Linked DNA regions of Neogale vison: region 1 is linked to region 2. Evidence: chromatin contacts called from public Hi-C data. All regions are on one chromosome and are shown on one strand. The core of a region is the stretch at or near the end of the contact, and the rest is flanking DNA. Distances in the headings are between cores, read along the strand shown. Region 1 holds the start of ARID1B (AT-rich interactive domain-containing protein 1B). Region 2 overlaps ARID1B (AT-rich interactive domain-containing protein 1B).

Evidence for each region. Hi-C and Micro-C count contacts between places; a contact is called where the count stands out from the background.
Region 1: a Hi-C map of fibroblasts shows a contact between it and region 2, with 6 times the contacts expected there. The contact joins the promoter of ARID1B here to the enhancer-like site in region 2. A contact is called at or near these places in 2 of 3 Hi-C or Micro-C datasets (fibroblasts and muscle).

Annotation. Positions count from the first base shown.
Region 1 is chr1:10,586,886-10,589,585 of ASM_NN_V1, reverse strand. ARID1B (AT-rich interactive domain-containing protein 1B) reads left to right here and starts at 1,266. Exons shown (of 19, transcript XM_044243328.1): 1 at 1,266-2,700. The coding sequence starts at 1,266.
Region 2 is chr1:10,411,537-10,414,236 of ASM_NN_V1, reverse strand. The region is part of intron 4 of ARID1B (AT-rich interactive domain-containing protein 1B); the gene reads left to right. Among named protein-coding and RNA genes, the nearest start is that of ARID1B, 180 kb to the left of the region's middle. Within about 2 kb of position 1,411, the one cell type or tissue checked has open chromatin away from gene starts, as enhancers often do. A contact at or near this core is called in fibroblasts, where this site is marked.

The sequences.
Region 1 (2,700 bases), core at 17-2,516, 180 kb before region 2:
GTTAATTGTGCACATTTACCTCTGAAATATGATGAAAGGCGTCATATAGATTTATGAAGACATGAGATAAACTTCAGCTGTCACTATTATGGCACCTGTAGTGAAATTTCCACGTGCAAGTGGGAGCATAACACACCAGTCTACTTATTTGAAGACTTTCCCTTTACAGAGAGGACAGAAACGGGCATTTTAAGAAAAATGCTCCTTTGGGAATGCTTTTGCGTTTTCACTGATAAGCCTACACGCATATATGAGATGCCTTAAAAAATCGTTATATAAACATCATCTCTGGGGCAGGTGCCGCCAGCCTCAGCACTTACTGAGCACTTGCTGTGTACAGGGCACAGCACTCCCTGAATGCGGCTAACCTTCCCTTAAAGGCTTTCAAATTTCGCAGTTTGAAGAAGTTGTGGCAATCACGCCGATGGCCCGAATCAAGGCAGAGAGGCCAACAGTCTGAAAAATTACATAACTCCTGGGACAGGCAGTGCTTTTGCACAGATTGCCCAAATATTTTCTTTCTCCGTCGGCTCCCCCAAACCTTGGAGGCCAACAGACAACTTTGCTCCCCAGCCCTTCTCCCTCTTTTGTCTGCTCGTCAGACTCGTTTTCCACCTTTGTATCGCTCCTTTTAGACGTGAAAACAAACACGCGAACGGCCGGTTGGCAAGGAGACGGGGCACGAGGGGAAAGTGCAGCCTCCCGTCGCCCCACGCCGCCGCGCTCCGGGCGCCTGCGGAGCCGGCCCAAGCCCCCGGCCCGGGGCAGCCGGGTGCCCGCGAGGCTGCGCCCCGGCGGCGGGCGGGCGGCGGGCGGCGGGCGGCGGGCGCAGGGCCCGGCGGGCGGCGGCGGCGGCGGCGGCGGCGGCCCGCGCCGAGTCCAGTCCGCGTTTTGCGAGTGCACGCGAGTAATCAGAGAGAAGTGGATAATAGTTGCTCGGGCTCGCTCGGCTCCCTCTCATGCCATGCTGGGCCCGATAGGCGCAGTCAGTCGTGTATTTACCCATATCCGGGGTAGAGAGGAAAAGAGAAAAGTTTCATTTAAACCTGAACTAAAAACTTTCACCATGAAATCACACAGCGGGAACAGGCCCAGACCGTAAGGCGTGCCTCCCGGTTCGGCTCCGGCGGGGCCTGCGGAGGGGGAGGGGGCTCGCTCGATTCCCGTCGGGGCGTGTGGATGCGCACAGGAGGGGCCGCTGACTAAAAAGTGGGTTTTATTGTCTCCCCCCGCCCCCCGCCCGGCCTGGCCACGCCGCGGCGATCATGGCCGCGCGGGCAGCAGCGGCGGCGGCGGCGGCGGCGCGGGCGCGGGCGGGCAGCGGCGAGCGGCGGGCGCCCCCCGGGCCGCGGCCGGCGCCCGGGGCCCGGGACCTGGAGGCGGGGGCGCGCGGCGCGGCGGCGGCGGCACCGGGACCCATGCTGGGGGGCGGCGGCGACGGCGGCGGCCTGAATAATGTGCACCACCACCCCCTGCACCCCCGTCACGAACTGAACATGGCCCATAACGCGAGCACGGCGGCCGCCGCCGCCAGCACGAACAGCGCCAAGAGCGGCGGCTCCGAGGCGGCTCTCAAGGAGGGTGGAAGCGCCGCCGCGCTGTCCTCCTCCTCCTCCGCGGCGGCGGCGGCGGCGTCCTCCTCTTCCTCCTCGTCGGGCCCGGGCTCGGTTATGGAGACGGGGCTGCTCCCCAACCACAAACTGAAAACCGTTGGCGAAGCCCCCGCCGCACCGCCCCACCAGCAGCACCACCACCACCACCATGCCCACCACCACCACCACCATGCCCACCACCTCCACCACCACCACCACGCACTACAGCAGCAGCTAAACCAGTTCCAGCAGCAGCAGCAGCAGCAGCAGCAGCAGCAGCAGCAGCAACAGCAGCAGCAGCAGCAGCAGCAACAGCAGCAGCAGCAACATCCCATTTCCAACAACAACAGCCTCGGCGGCGCGGGCGGCGGCGCGGCTCAGCCGGGTCCCGACATGGAGCAGCCGCAACATGGAGGCGCCAAGGACAGTGCCGCGGGCAGCCAGGCCGACCCCCCGGGCCAGCCTCTGCTGAGCAAGCCGGGCGACGAGGACGACGCGCCGCCCAAGATGGGGGAGCCGGCGGGCGGCCGGTTCGAGCACCCGGGCCTGGGCGCCCTGGGCGCGCAGCAGCCGCCGGTCGCCGTGCCCGGGGGCGGCGGCGGCGGTGGCGGCGGCGGCAGCGGCCCGGCAGCCGTCTCGGAGTTTAATAATTACTATGGCAGCGCTGCCCCTGCTAGCGGCGGCCCCGGCGGCCGCACTGGGCCTTGCTTTGATCAACATGGCGGACAACAAAGCCCCGGGATGGGGATGATGCACTCCGCCGCAGCCGCCGCCGGAGCCCCCAACAGCATGGACCCCCTGCAGAACTCCCACGAAGGGTACCCCAACAGCCAGTACAACCATTATCCGGGCTACAGCAGGCCCAGCGCGGGCGGCGGCGGCGGCGGCGGCGGCGGTGGAGGAGGAGGAGGAGGAGGAGGAGGAGGAGGAGGAGGAGGAGGCAGCGGAGGAGGAGGAGGAGGAGGAGGAGGAGCAGGAGCGGGAGCTGTGGCGGCGGCGGCCGCGGCGGCGGCGGCAGCAGCAGCAGGAGGCGGCGGCGGCGGCGGCGGCTATGGGGGCTCGTCCTCGGGGTACGGGGTGCTGAGCTCCCCCCGGCAGCAGGGCGGCG
Region 2 (2,700 bases), core at 162-2,661:
ATGCAAACATTCTGCTAATGACTTAGTACCATGACCGTTTGCATCTTGTGGCAAAAGTTAGTGGTGTTTTTTTAGTTTTGGTTTTCTTTTGGTTGTTTGGGGGTAGGAGGGTATCTGTTGACTTGGGTACATTATAAAATTGGAGATACGTTCTTCAGGACAAACAGGATAAACCCATAATCTGTCTGCTCCAGAGTTCTAGTGGGAAGAATGCTAAAGCTGGTGTGATTCCTCCGCTTCTGCCCCCAGGACTGACCGTGGAAGAGTCTTGTGCTCTGTGTCCGTTGCTGCGCCTCATGTTGTAAAAAGGAATGGGTGTGGTGAGCAGCCTGTGGCCCAGCCAGGAGGCGTGAAGATCTTGACAGCCGGCTTGATTTGAACCCACAACCGTCACTGGCTCTTGGCCATTTATCAGCCTTTAGGGGGAAGGGGAGCGGGGTCTATTGGGGCAGCTGTATCATGTTCCTGTTATTTTGAGGGAGTTGGACTGTTTTGAGCCCAAACCGTGTAACGGAATTCAACAAAAAGACAATTTAACATACATTTACTCTTCCAGAACAAAACGTTGTAGGAAACTACCTCTGTTCATTTGTTGGCCAGTCTTGTCATTTATAACTTGCTCTAAGTAAAAAAGGCCTAGTAGGATAAATTCCTCTTTGTAGATACTCTTTAAGAGGACTTGAACTCCAGGGTTCATTCTTTTGTATTTCATGACCTCCAGGAAAACGACTTGCTCAAGATTTTGTGGCTCTCTCAGCTCCAAAGCCTGTGCTTTTAAAAATCAAACAGTTAGAAAATCATGAAGGAGCAGTGTCTGTGTCCGCTGTGTGTGTGTGTGTGTGTGTGTGTGTGTTAAGACACAAAAAACCCCTGTAAATTGCAAAATTGTTTCCCTTCGAGGGCTTAAAAAATACCTTGAGTTTGTTGGGATTAGAACGGTGGCAGGCAGGGTAGCTGCCCTTCCGGAGCTGCAGCACACAAATCGATTTTGCTCCCTTAGCTGCCTGCCTGCGTGTGCTTAAAAGAATTTTTGACAAATGCGGGAGTTTCACAAATGTAGGAGTAGCAGTTCTCGAGGTGGTTTTGCAAGTCCCTTGGAACAGCCATGCCCGTCTTCAGTCACTCTTCATTTGAATGAGAAAGGGGATGGTAGAAGCTATTTTTATTTTCCCCTGGGAGCAAGAGAAAAGGAGGCGGAACTCTGTACCATGTAATTTTAAAAAAGAAAAAAAAAATCAGATTCCATTGAGATTCTTTCTTGTTTACTTTTTATTTTACTCTTGCCGTCTCCCAGTGTGTTTGCCTAATATAAGTCTTCCCCCAGGAATATGAGAATATGTGGTACGGTCCTCCTCATAACCTTCCTGGATATTTTTATAATTTATCATCAGCTGACACCGCCTGGGTAGAATATTCTTACCACTCCCTCTGGCTGCTGGAAGTCTGAAATTACATCTTTGTCTTTGAAGTCAGGCATACTGTTAGCGTTGCTATGGTGACAGGGTGGGTAATGGCGTCCACAGACAGGAGATCGGTATTTAGCGTCTAAACGCTGCTGTACACAAGGCCTTGATTTTTAGAGTGGTTACTGAACTATTCCCTTTTAGTAAATGTTTAAAAATTACATTTTTACATGGTCTTACTAGATTAATAGTCATGGTTTATTTCATTTTAACTGCAAGGATAAAAGCATTATTCCATTAAATGGGTAGCTTTTTTTCTCTCTTGGTTTATGCATTATTAACACAGGCTTTCCTGTTTTGCTTGTAACATTTTATAGGCTTTTTCAAACATGCAGTCAGATTTGCTCTGTTGCTCCTTTATTTTTTGGTCTTAACCCATTATCTGCTCCATCTTCCATGATTTCAGAGGAGACAAAGTTCTTACGGAACTAAGCTTTAAAATATTAAAAATGAAGAGGAGGAGGGAGGGTGAGAGGTGTGTGTGTGTGTGTGTGTGAGAGAGAGAGAGAGAGAGAGAGAGAGAGATAATGTTGACTGGCCGGTCTTACCCCATGAACTGCAGCAGTAACTTTCTTTTTAAGTGTTTCTTTTGTTTCAAGTTTCTTTTTAGCCCCTCTCCTGTACTATACCTTCACATAGGAGGTTAAAGGAAAGATTATTTACAGTTGTGGGGAACTGTGGGACATTTTGAAAATGTTTTAGTTAATGTAACTTTTTAAAAATGATTTTATTTATTTGAGAGAGAGAGAGTTGGGGGGGTATAGAGAGGAACAGGGGGAGAGGGACAAGCGACTCCCCACTGAGCGCGACGCTCACCATTGGGCTAGATCCCAGGACCCTGAGATCATGACCTGAGCTGAAACCAGGGTTTGGATGCTTAACTGACTGAGCTACCCAGGTGCCCCAGTTAATGTAACTTTCGAAGTGATAGTCTTTCAATTTAATCTGTTTGGTCTGAGACCAGTAACTTATATTACTTATGATTTGTTGATTCTTGATTGTTTTGTCATTAGAATAATAGTGACTCTTAAAAGTTCACACAGTATATGTGTATGCCTCCCTACCTTATTTATGAACTGCTTCTGGAATATCATTTTGAAAGCCTCATGATATGGACCTTATGCCTTCATAAAGTATTTGTTAGGAAATTCTTCCTTGGGTTAACTTGAAATGCTTTCTTGGATTTGGATTCTACTTCTGCCTTCTCAAACCACATGTGATAAACCTAAATCCCTTG